2 separate regions of the Mus musculus genome follow, and region 1 is linked to region 2. The links are chromatin contacts, called in public ChIA-PET maps. All regions are on one chromosome and are shown on one strand. The core of a region is the stretch at or near the end of the contact, and the rest is flanking DNA. Distances in the headings are between cores, read along the strand shown. Region 1 holds the start of Gpatch4 (G patch domain containing 4). Region 2 holds the start of Sh2d2a (SH2 domain containing 2A).

Region 1 (5,969 bases), core at 2,207-4,706, 200 kb after region 2:
TCCACCCTTGAGACAGGCTTGATCAGATCCCCCTGTATTGTTCTATCATGGATGACCTCTGTGAACTGTCCTCAGGCTTTAAGACTGTCAAGAAGCCCTTTAACACACAATCTGGCTTTAAACAGTTTTGTGTTAGCATCTCCAGCTTGACACAAATCTTGCCACATTTGTCTTCTGGGGACTTCCTGGGGCTATTTTGAGTTATTTACCTTCTGATTTAGCAAGCTGTAAGATGGAATGTTTTAGCCTTGGAGGTCAGAAGATGGCCAGAAGAGGGTTAATTGTCCTCTAGAAATAGATAGTTGATGAGCTACTAAATGCATGCTGGGAATGAAATTCAGAACCAAGGTCCTCTACAAGAAAGACAAGGGCTCTTAACCACCCAGTCATCTCTCTAACCTTCTTTCTATGCACCTAACTTTTTTTTTCTTTTAAAGATAGGATCTAACTATACAAGTTTGACTGTCTTGGTACTTAATCTGTAGACCAGAGAGGCCTTGAACTCACAGAGATCTGCCTGTCTTTGCCTCTTGAATTCTGGGATTAAAGTCATAAACCACCTTGTCCAGCAATTTTTTTTCTTTTTCTTTTTCTTTTTCTTTTTCTTTTTCTTTTTCTTTTTCTTTTTCTTTTTCTTTCTCTCTCTCTCTCTCTCTCTCTCTCTCTCTCTCTCTCTCTCTCTCTCTTTTCCTCTTCCTCTTCCTCTTCTTCTTCCTCTTCCTCTTCTTCTTCTTCTTCTTCTTCTCCTCCTCCTCCTCCTCCTCCTCCTCTTTCTTCTTCTTCTTCTTCTTCTCCTCCTCCTCCTCCTCCTCTTTCTTCTTCTTCTTCCTCTCTCTCCTCTCTCTCTCCTTCTTTCTTTCCACATAGTCTTTTTACATACCTCAGGCTAACCTAGAGATTGTAGCCATCCCCCTGCCCCAGCTTCCCAAGTCACGTGGGATTATAAAGTATGTCCCATCATGCCTGATTCCAGTAGAAAAGAAGGAAATTGAGAGCCTGTCTGTAAAATCTCAGCAGTAAAACCCACAATGTGTGACTGGGCTTGGTGATGGGGAAAGGTAGAGGCAAAAGATTGCTACAAATTCAAGGCTAACATGATTTACAAAGTAAGTTCTAGGCTAGCCAGGACTATGTAGCAAAACTCTTTTGTTCATAAAGCAACAAGGAAACCAATAGAGAGGCAAAACAGCAAGGATAAAGGCAGAAGGATCGATTCTTTAACAACTGGGCTCCACATGACCTGTGATCCATGAGCATGGGCTTGGCTCTGCCCTTAAGACCGGTTTTCATGTAACCAGACTGGCCTTGAAATTGCTGAAGAGCTAAGTATGACTTTAAACTCCTGATTCTCCTGGTTTCACCTTCCACGTGCTATGAACACAGGCATGCACACATGCACACCATAACACACACCAAGCATCTGTGATACCCTCTGCAAACACCTAGAGCTGGATCTAAGGACATGCTGGCCTTGTCTATTCCTTTTTGGATTAGAGTTCATGACCACCGTGAAAGAGCACAGAAGCAAACAGGCAGACACAGCACTGGAGTAGTAGCTGAGAGCTCATGTCTGATCCACAGGCACAAGACAGAGAGAAAAGTATTGGGAATGACATTGGATTTTGAAACCTCAAAGTGACACTGCTCCTCCATCAAGGCCATGCCTCCTAATCTTTCCCAACAGTTCCACCACCTGGGGACCAAGAATTTAAACATAAGAGCCTAGCGACATTTGTACTCAAACTACTATAGGAGGTGCTATAAAAATGTATTGGTTAGCAGGATAGTGAGATGCTCCTATTTGCCTGTGGTGATTTGAATTTGAATAGGTTTGGCCCCCATAGAATCATGTGTTTGAATGTTTGGCCCAAAATGAATGGCAATATTAGGAGGTGTGGCCTTGTTAGAATTGATGTGGCCTTGGCAGAGGATGTGTGTGTCTCCCATGATTAAGCTCTGCTCAATGTGGAATTCCAGTCTCCTCCTGGCTGCCTGCAGAAGGCAGTCCCTGTCTCCTGCCTTTGGATTAAGATGTAGAACTCTCAGCTCCTCCAGCACCATGTCTGCCTGCAGGCTGCCATGCCTCCCACCACGATGATAATGAACTGAACCTCTGAAATTGTAATCCAGCCCCAATTAAATTTTTTTTCCTTAGAAGAGTTGCCTTGGTCATGTTGTTCCTTCACAACAATTAAGACACTATCCTAATATGGGCCTCACACAAATGATACACAGATGTGACCAGATAACTCTTTTGTTACAAAAGACTCCCGTTCTCTTGACATGGTCAGGGTAGTAGGATGATTTTCAGAATTCACCCATTGCATCTCTGTTTCTGCTATCATGGGTTTTGTTTTGTTTTGTTCTGTTTTGCTTTTTTAAAGATTCATTTTTAATTATGTGTTTCTGTGAGTGGGCCTGTGTATATGTTTATAGATACCAGCAGAGGCCATGGGTCCCCAGGAGTTGGAGTTTACAGGTACCTGTGAATACCCAACATGGATACTGTGCATCTTTTTTTGTTGTTGTTTTTGTTTTGTTTTGTTTTTCGAGACAGGGTTTCTCTGTATAGCCGTGGCTGTCCTGGAACTCACTTTGTAGACCAGGCTGGCCTCGAACTCAGAAATCCGTCTGCCTCTGCCTCCCGAGTGCTGGGATTAAAGGCATGTGTCACCACCCAACATGGATACTGGTAACTAGACTTGGATGCTCTTGAAGATCCCCCACTGTAATTTCTTTTCTTTTTAATTAATTGTTAAGGATGTAATTTTATATGTGTGTGTGCGTTGCCTGCATGTATGCATCTGCAGTTCAGAAGTTAGAAGGTGTTGGATCCTCTGGAATCCATATGGGTGCTGGGAACTCAATCTGAAACACTCTTAATGGGTTAGCTATCTCTTCTGCCCTCAGTGTATTTTCTTTATTATATCCTTTGCCGTAATTGCGTTCTAGATAACAAGCAAATGGCTATTCCCATATGGGGAGGCAATATGAAACGCTCTTTTCCCTTGTTTTTGGGCGGCCGGCCGGCCGCAGAAGCCTACAACTGCTGGTGGGAATGGTGTACTTGCAGCTCCGGTGCCCTGGACCCCTTTTCGTCTCCTCTTCTTGGAGCAAGTCTACATGCTCCTCCAAGTTAAGGGTCGAGTCTTAAGTGTTCTTGTGTTCCCAGTACGAAAGGGACAAGGTAGTGTGCAACCAGTGCTGATCCCGCTACGCAGAGCCTGAGTGTCCTTGCCTCAAGGGAGGCACTAACTCCGGAAAGCTCAGGATAGGGTCGGGGGTGGGGGTGGGGGTGGGGGACCCGAAACAGAGGTTAGGGCGGCGCATTGGCTTCCAACAACTGCAGGAAGGAAACTAGCACCCAGCCTGGAACTCAGTTTCCGTGGCAAACATCCAGGGGAGTGGCTACTGTCAGGACGTCTCTATGGTTTCTGCATCCTAGAAGGGCCAAAGTTCACTTCCGGGAAGATGGCTGCACCCAAGTCGGGTGTCACACGTGCTTCCACGGAGAGGACTGTACACTGACGGTAAGGAGCTTGCTTTCCCCAGGGGCGGGAGCAAGGGCGAAGATCGGAGAGTAGTTCCACCCTGCTGACTCTGTGGCTGCGGGGCTTGGATTTATAACCGGAGGAAAAGGCGGCGGCTGGTCCTCTAGGCTGCTGCAAACGGGTGGCTCTGGACATCCCTGGAAACTGGCTGGAAAGGAGACCGCGTCTCAGTGTACTTGCAGCCTTCGCAGATCAGGCTGCGTCTGCCCACGCCGGCCCATTGCAAGTGCGTTAAAAAACGATTCCTACTGTGTCACTCATTTCAGTCCAGAAACGCTGAACGATTCTCAAGGGCTGGGAAATAAAGCTTGCCTCCGCCTTCCGGGAAGTGTGGTTTTGAATTACTGTGATGAGAAATAGAATGTGGGGAAGGCTTACAGCAGAAGAAAGAAGCTGTAAAGGTACAAAGCAGTGAGTTGCTCATGAAATGCTTCACTACCAATCCTGGATCCACTACTTGCCAGTTGTTTGGTGTTCGAATTAGCAGTGTTCGATTTCTTCTTTGTAAATTAAGGCTAAGTAATACCTTCTTATAAGATGTTGGCAGGCATCAATGAGACAATCCATGTGAAGCAGTTAATAGCAGGTTCGTGGTGAGTCAATGCACTACAAGTGTGGGGTATGATTATTCTTACTGTTAAAATAGTCAGAAATAATTTGGTATTTATAATAAGTGGTATTTGCATGGTGACCTCAGCATCTAAATTTTACTTCTGTTTCCATTTCAAGAAGCAAGGTAGCACCTGGGAGAGAGGCAGGCCAGTGTAACCCAGGCTAGCCAGGCTAATTAGTAAGCCCTCAAAAACAAAAAAAATCCAAGAAGACCACTTCTTTTTTTTTTTTAATTTTTTTTTAATTAGGTATTTTCCTCGTTTACATTTTCAATGCTATCCCAAAGGTCCCCCATATCCACCCCCCCCAATTCCCTACCCACCCACTCCCCCTTTTTGGCCCTGGCGTTCCCCTGTACTGGGACATCTAAAGTTGGCAAGTCCAATGGGCCTCTCTTTCCAGTGATGGCCGACTAGGCCATCTTTTGATGCATATGCAGCTAGAGACAAGAGCTCCGGAGTACTGCTTAGTTCATATTGTTGTTCCACCTATAGGGTTGCAGATCCCTTTAGCTCCTTGGGTAATATCTCTAGCTCCTGCATTGGGGGCCGTGTGATCCATCCAATAGCTGACTGTGAGCATCCACTTCTGTGTTTGCTAGGCCCCGGCATAGTCTCACAAGAGAGAGCTATATCTGGGTCCTTTCAGCAAAATTTTGCTAGTGTGTGCAATGGTGTCAGCGTTTGGAAGCTGATTATGGGATGGATCCCTGCATATGGCAATCACTAGATGGTTCATCTTTTTGTCACAGCTCCAAATTTTGTCTCTGTAGCTCCTTCCATGGGTGTTTTGTTCCCATTTCTAGGAAGGGGTTAAGTGTCCACACTTTGGTCAAGAAGACCACTTCTTTACCCCGTTTTTGTGTTGCTGTATTCACAGTTCCGTTTCATTTGGGCTTCATGCAATCATCCTTCCTAATGGAAAGGTGGATAGACATGTGATTCTTCCTAAACTCGACTGTCACGATTGCTAACACCCTGCCTCCATTTTATAAGGTTTTGTGAGCTTTGGGGCATTTAGCTATGCAGAATTGAAGAGTATTCCTAGACACCAGAGTACACAAGAGCATAGTCCCTTAACAAAGCATCGTTATCACTGGTGTGGTACCTGGGAAACTACACAGTCTATGCAGTCATGAGAAATAGAGGGAGCCAGGCATTTGTGGTGCATGCCTTTGAGGTCAGCCTTGTATACAGAGCTAGTTCCAGGACAGCCAAGGCTACACAAAGAAACCTGTCTCAAAAAATAAAAAAAGGGGGGGAGGAATAATGTGGGAGGATTTCTGAGAAAAGACGTTGACATCATAGGCCTCTGGAAAAGTCCCAGCCCAAAGGGGGCCCTGGATCACATTTTGAAACTGATAGAACTGATTATCTATCTATCTATCTATCTATCTATCTATCTATCTATCTATCTATCTATCTATATTTGAGACAGGCTTTTACAAAGCCCCCTTTACTGACCTGGGACATATGTAAAAGTGGCTGGCCTCCAGCTCACTGAGATCTTAGTCTGTTTCCTAAGTATTGAGATTAAAGATGTGCACTACTATACAGGGCTGGCAGAACTGTTTTATTATTTTATTTTGATTATTTTTTTTTTTTTGAGTCAGGGTTTCTCTGTTTAACAGCTCTGGCTGTCTTGGAACTCACTTTGTAGACCAGGTTGGTCTTAAACTCACCGAAATTCACCTGCCTTTGCCTCCCTGGTGCTGGGATTAAAGGTGTGCTATAACTGGCTATTTAATTTTTTAAAATTCATTTATTATTTAATGTATACAAGTGTTTTTGTCTACTTGTATTATGT
Region 2 (5,800 bases), core at 358-2,857:
GCAGACACAGGTGAAAGGATGCGTGATGAAGGGATGTAAATATGACCCCCCCCCAGACAGTGGGAGCTAGAACATTGGTTTGCTTTGCTCTGCCTCACTATTCTTTGCTGACAACATGCATATATTGGTTTGCCTTATGTTGCATTGCTGAGCTCTGCCTATGGTGACTTCATAAAAAGAAACTCACCAAAGAACTTGTCCTGAGGTTCCTGCAACTTCTTGCCATTTCCTCGGCCTCTGGCAGGTTGGCAACCCTTTTGGATTCTTCGGGATTGAACTTTAGTTGCTGATTCGTGAGTGGTGATTGCTGAATGGATGGAGTGCAGCTGCTGACTCATGTTTGGTGTTTGCCACTGGACTGGATTACTGATATCCTGACAATGAAGATTGGAAACACCCCCAAAGAACTATTTCTAAACAGGTCCACTTTCCCCATGCCCTAATAACATTTCTTTTCCACTACCTCTGGTGGGTGGTGGGCTAGAGGGGAGGTTGAACGCTTATTAAAGTAGGCTGAGAAAAATTTATGCCTATATGCTTTTGTCTCCTTTGTCAAAAATGAAGGGGACATAGCTCTGTGAGCTTCTTTCCATGGTCTCTGCTCTCTTGCACTGGCATAACCCTCTCCTTTCATGCCAGCACCAGGATGTCTTTATCACCATGGCTATGTCTGGTGTTGGCTATTGTGATATTCCAGATGTGGTCTTTGTTATTTGTTTGTTTGTTTTCCAAGACACTTTTTTTTTCTATATAGCCCTAGCAGCGCTAGAACTCACTCTGTAAACCACGCTTCCCTCAAACTCAGATATCCCCCTGCCTCTGCCTTCTGAGTGCTGGGCCTGGGATAAAAGATATGCTGTCTTTTGCATTTCTAAATACTGTTAAATACTTTGGTGTAGGTCATAGGATCTGGTTTCCTGGGTAGATGCCAAAAGATGCAGAAGACCCTGCCTGTCCAGTATACCCTGCCTCTGGTACCTACCTCTTACAAGCTCCACAGCCTCCCAAGATAGCAACTACTTGCTTGGAAGCACACAGTGGACAAAGCTGTGAGATAGCTCAGAGTCAACCCCAACAGCCAATCCTGCCATTCCTAGCAGCGACCTGTTTAGTTAGAGAATCCCCTAAGGTTGCTTAGTGTTGCCCTAATCTAAATCCACCATCTGCTCAAAGATGAACATCAGGCCCCTCCTCTCTAACCCAGGTCTCGTGGGTCCCACATAGCTAACCGAGTCCCCAGCAGCTGGAGCAATGGCTCTGTGAGCAAAGTCCCTGCTATTCAAGCATTTAGGCTGAGATAGGAACCTCAGTGTGCACATGTCCGTGGCCCCAGTGCTGGTTTAAGAGGAGATGAGTGAATCCCAGGGGGTTAACTGACCTGCCAGTCTAGCTGAAATTATGAGCTCAAGGCTCAGTGAAAGACCTTGTCTCAATAAGGTGGAGAATGGTTGGGGAAGCCACTTGCCTCAACCTTTAGTTTCCTTGTTACACATATAGGCAAGTGCACCTGCGGTATAACACATACGTTGAACAAGCACAGACACATATACGTATATACACAAAAGTCCTTCCAGAGGTCTGACCCACATCCTTCCTGTTGCAGCTCTGCCCCACTCACCTCATGTATCTTCTCAATGCAAACTTCTGAGTATGAATCTCTGAGAAGCCTTATAACACTTTTGGAGAAGGGGACAAAGGTCAGATAGCAAGAACACCTCACACCTAACAGAGTAGCCCACCACTACCCCAAGTGCCTGGCTTCCAGAGACAGGACTGGTGTGTTACTGCACTTTCCATGACGTGGGTCCTTTTCGAGACAAAGGAGGTGGGTAAAGCGACATTTCCTGTCCCTGGGGGAAGGAGGGAGAGGAGAGATGAGCAGCTGCCGAGTGTGCACCTCCTTTGAGAGCACCCACACCTGCTTCCATGGAGTTCTGCTTGGCCCAACCATGCCCCCAAGGTACGTATAAAGTTTTCTCTCTGCTCCCTTCCTGAGCCTCAGCCTCCACTTCACAGCTAAGCAGTTGACCCAAGCCAGAGCTGCCTTAGTGTCCACTGCTTCTACTCCATCTCTGGGGCTCCACATCTCTGCATCCCTGAGGGCAGGGGACAGGATCCCAAGAGATTTTTAGGAGCCTGGAATGGGAGGGTGAAAGACAGAGGAGTCGAGATCAAGGGAAGGCCTGGCCTAAGGGACTACCTCTCTACGGGGCTTCCAGGCCTCAGAGGCTCAGCCTAGACCCCAGGGTTCTCCCTTTACGGACAACCCTTCTCTTGCCACCAGTCCCTTTGAAACACCTTGACTCCTTATTCCTATCCCTGGGATTCCCACCCGCTACCTCCCTGGTACACACTTGCACTTCTCCTGTCCTCATGACTGTCCCTGTTGGGAAAAGCCCCTTTGGAGATGTTTAAGAGCCTGAAGTAAAGAAGGGAGGGAAAGATGGCCTGCCTCTGGGAAACCCCACCAGCCTCCCTTGTGCCAACAGGGAATCATGAAGCTACTTCATCAACCTTCAACACCTTCCAGCCAATGAACCTGACCCAGGGGAGATGCCAGAACTTGAGTTGTGGGAGCAGGCCCAGCATGCAAGTTATGAAGGAACAGGGGGTTCAGCTCAGCCCCAGAACTAACCACACGGTGGTGAGTAGAAACCTAGGTGGGTGCAGCTGCCTCATCCACCACCATCCTCTCGAGGATGAGGGTGTGCACATGAACCCATGTCAAAATGCAAGCTGGGGACCGGAAGCAGGAAGTGGGGAGTTCCTTCCTCCCGTACATAGCTACCCACTTGCCCTCAGTTTCTCTGGCCCTGAAAAATCTCAGGCCCAGTCATCAGGGGACCAGGACACAGTACACTGACACCAAATGCAACTGTCTGCATGCTGTGCCAGCACGTCCATTTGCCCAGAGCATTCCAGATCTTTCTTCAGTCCCCTTTCCTCTCACCCACCAGCTCAGTCTCCTTTATTAGAGATGAAGTCACCCTCCCCTGGCCTGAGGTGACTTCCTGTACCATCTCCTGCCCTCTGGGGCCAGTATGGAAGATACAGAAGGAATTTAAGTCAGTGACCTTAGAAAGGACTTTCTGGGCAATCTCACCCTAAAATAGACTGGGGGAGGGGCTGGAATGAGGATAAACAGGAGGCAGTTTAGGGTTAGAAGTCTGCTAATCGTGGCCGCTTCTGTCCATGACTTCTCATGTCCAGGTCTCTGCCTCAGCCCCAGGAACTGCCTGGGTCCTAGGGAATGCCGATAGGGCAGAAGAGGTGCCTGGGAAAGGTGACCTGTCATTGCAAGCTGAGACCAGAGCATGGGTCCAGAAGACCCAGGCCCACTGGCTCTTGCTCAAGACTGCCCCTCTTTGGTTCCATGGCTTCATCACCAGAAGGTGAGTCACAGAGGAAGGCACAGGGTCCTGAGTCAGTCAGGGAAATCCTGACAGCGAGGACTCTCGTTTCCCAGGCCTCCATCTCTCAGCTCTCTCCTCCATTTCCTCGCTCTCTTTTTTAAAGATTTACTTATTTAAACACACCAGAAGAAGGCATCAGATCCCATTGCAGATGGTTGTGAGCCACCATGTGGTTGCTGGGAATTGAACTCGGGACCTCTGGAAGAGCAGTCAGTGCTCTTATCTCCAGCCGGATTCTCCTTTTCTCAATCCTCTTCTCTCTCATTATCTCCAGCTTTCAACTTCTAAACTCTATTTCTTTAACTACCATGTCTGTTGCTGCTGCGGCTCCCTCTCCATGCTACCCTGCAGATGAAGCCCAGGGTCTTTTAAGTAGGACCCCTGTCCCCTCGTCTTCACTTAGACTTGGTAGGCTTGCTTGGGGTGGAGGTGAGGGGTCCCTTAAGAGAGGAGACAGAACCGAGGTCGCAAGAGTCAAAACCAGCCCTACACTTCTCTCCAGGGAAGCCGAGAGGCTGCTGCAGCCCCAGCCTCTAGGATGCTATCTGGTGCGCTTCAGCGAGAGTGCTGTGACCTTCGTGCTGTCCTACAGGTGAGGGGCAGTCCTCGTTGACCAGCTGGAGGCGGGCTTCCTGCTAAGGGGCAAGCCCCTGTGCTTACCCACTCTCTCCAAGGAGGGCTCAGGGTTCTTCCCCTTCTCAGCCTGGTGGGGGAAGAAATGGCAAGTCTGACTCAAAGTGGCCCCTCCAGGAGCCAGACCTGCTGCCGTCACTTCCTCCTCGCGCAGCTAGGGGATGGGCGCCACGTGGTGCTAGGTGAAGACAGTGCCCATGCGCAGCTTCAGGACCTGCTTGAACATTACACAGAGTGCCCCCTCAGCCCCTACGGAGAGATACTCACCCAACCCCTCGCTCGACAGGTGAGCCCTTTACCCAAGTCCCATAACTGAGTGTCGCCGCCACTACATCCCCACCAGGTCCAAGTTACTGGCCTCTCTGCCTTTCTCAACCCAATCCATGACCGGCCACACTGGCTTACCCACACGTCTTCCAGAAAGGTGTCCTTTCATGGCCAGACCAGCCACAGACAGCAGGGTAACGAGAGGCAGTCAAATTAAGTGAAGTTTACTGAGTCTCCAAAGCAGGGGTGAGTGGGAGAGGTCCCCAGACAGATGGGCATCTCGCTCATAAACCCTACTACAAGTAGCAATGGCAGACAATCTAGTGGTGGGATGATCATGTGTGGTGGCGGTGGTATATGCTACTTAGCTTAAGAGAAGCTCTCAGGGAACCTCCACTTTCAAAAAGTGCAGACACTTCAGAACCATTGTGTGTTGAGCCAGAGGTTAAACACCGAAGAAATAAACAGTGACAAATATACCTATATCTCCTGGCCTTCGTGCGGCATCTATTCTAGGACAAGGCAGGTGCCATAAGTGATACAGAGAACACACTGATAACAGAAAGGATGCATGCTAGGAAGAAAGCCAAGCAGAGATGGAGAGCAGCAGGATAGGCAGTATGTCACACAGGGACAGTAGAGAAGGTGGGGGACATCTGAATAGAGGTCTGGATGGTTGTAAGAGGGAGCAGTGCAGACGGCTGGAGGGAAAGCTTTTGGGTTGAAAGTTACAGCAGGGGCAAAGACTCTGAGATGGGAGGATGTTTGATGTGTCTGAAGACTGAGCAGTGAGGAAGCAGCCTCACTGGATGATTGATGGATGGAGAGGTCAGAAGAGAGGTCAGAAGGGTGACGTGACTTAAGGGGCCCCTGTGGCTCTCACAAGGCTCTAAGGTTTTATTCTGAATAAGATTTGATTACACTGGGGAGTTAGAAGCAACAATCTCACCTGACAGGGTGGTGAGGGCCTGACCAGGCGGCAGGAGATGAAGATGGCTACAATGTTTCAGAAGGTGATGGGCGGCCAGGGCCAAACAAGGCCACTAGAGATGAAGACAGCTGCTATGTCAGTGTTTCAGCCAGCTGTTGATGGTTAGCACAGGGAGGTTGAAGGAGTAAGAGAGGGCCTGCTGGCTGTTTAGATTGTAGAGCAGGGTCTTTGCAGAACAAATGAAGAATGGAAAGACGTCTAGATGAAGGCTAGAGAAGGAGCCTGTCTGAGCCAGGTGTGGAAACATTTGTAGGCTGAGGTGTCAAGTCGGAAGCTGGGGGCTCAGAAGTAGCTGGAGGGGCTTGTCCAGCTCCAGACTGCAAGTTGCCAGATCCCCAGGAGAAAAGACCCCTGGAATCCACAGGACTGGATCCAGCCGGGAACAAAGGTGAGAACAGGAACTAGGCCCAACACAATCAAGCTTGAAGGTCTGAATCCTTCTAGAGCAGGAAGCCCTGGCTTGGGGTAGAAAGACTGGGTAAAGATGCTGCAGAAT

What was found. ChIA-PET counts read pairs in DNA pulled down with a chosen protein or histone mark.
Region 1: an RNA polymerase II ChIA-PET map of memory CD8 T cells shows a contact between it and region 2, with 107 read pairs. The contact joins the promoter of Gpatch4 here to the promoter of Sh2d2a in region 2. A contact is called at or near these places in 7 of 39 promoter capture datasets (the 3T3-L1 cell line, embryonic stem cells, liver and 4 more), 4 of 115 datasets of contacts at active chromatin or transcription factors (bone marrow-derived macrophages, effector CD8 T cells, embryonic stem cells and 1 more) and 1 of 9 other capture datasets (adipose tissue).

The regions. Positions count from the first base shown.
Region 1 is chr3:88,039,650-88,045,618 of GRCm38.p6, forward strand. It overlaps Gpatch4 (G patch domain containing 4), which reads left to right and starts at 3,457. Exons shown (of 8, transcript NM_001110809.2): 1 at 3,457-3,530.
Region 2 is chr3:87,845,148-87,850,947 of GRCm38.p6, forward strand. Sh2d2a (SH2 domain containing 2A) reads left to right here and starts at 1,608. Exons shown (of 7, transcript NM_021309.3): 1 at 1,608-1,960; 2 at 2,490-2,644; 3 at 3,211-3,392; 4 at 3,916-4,005; 5 at 4,164-4,332. The coding sequence starts at 1,927.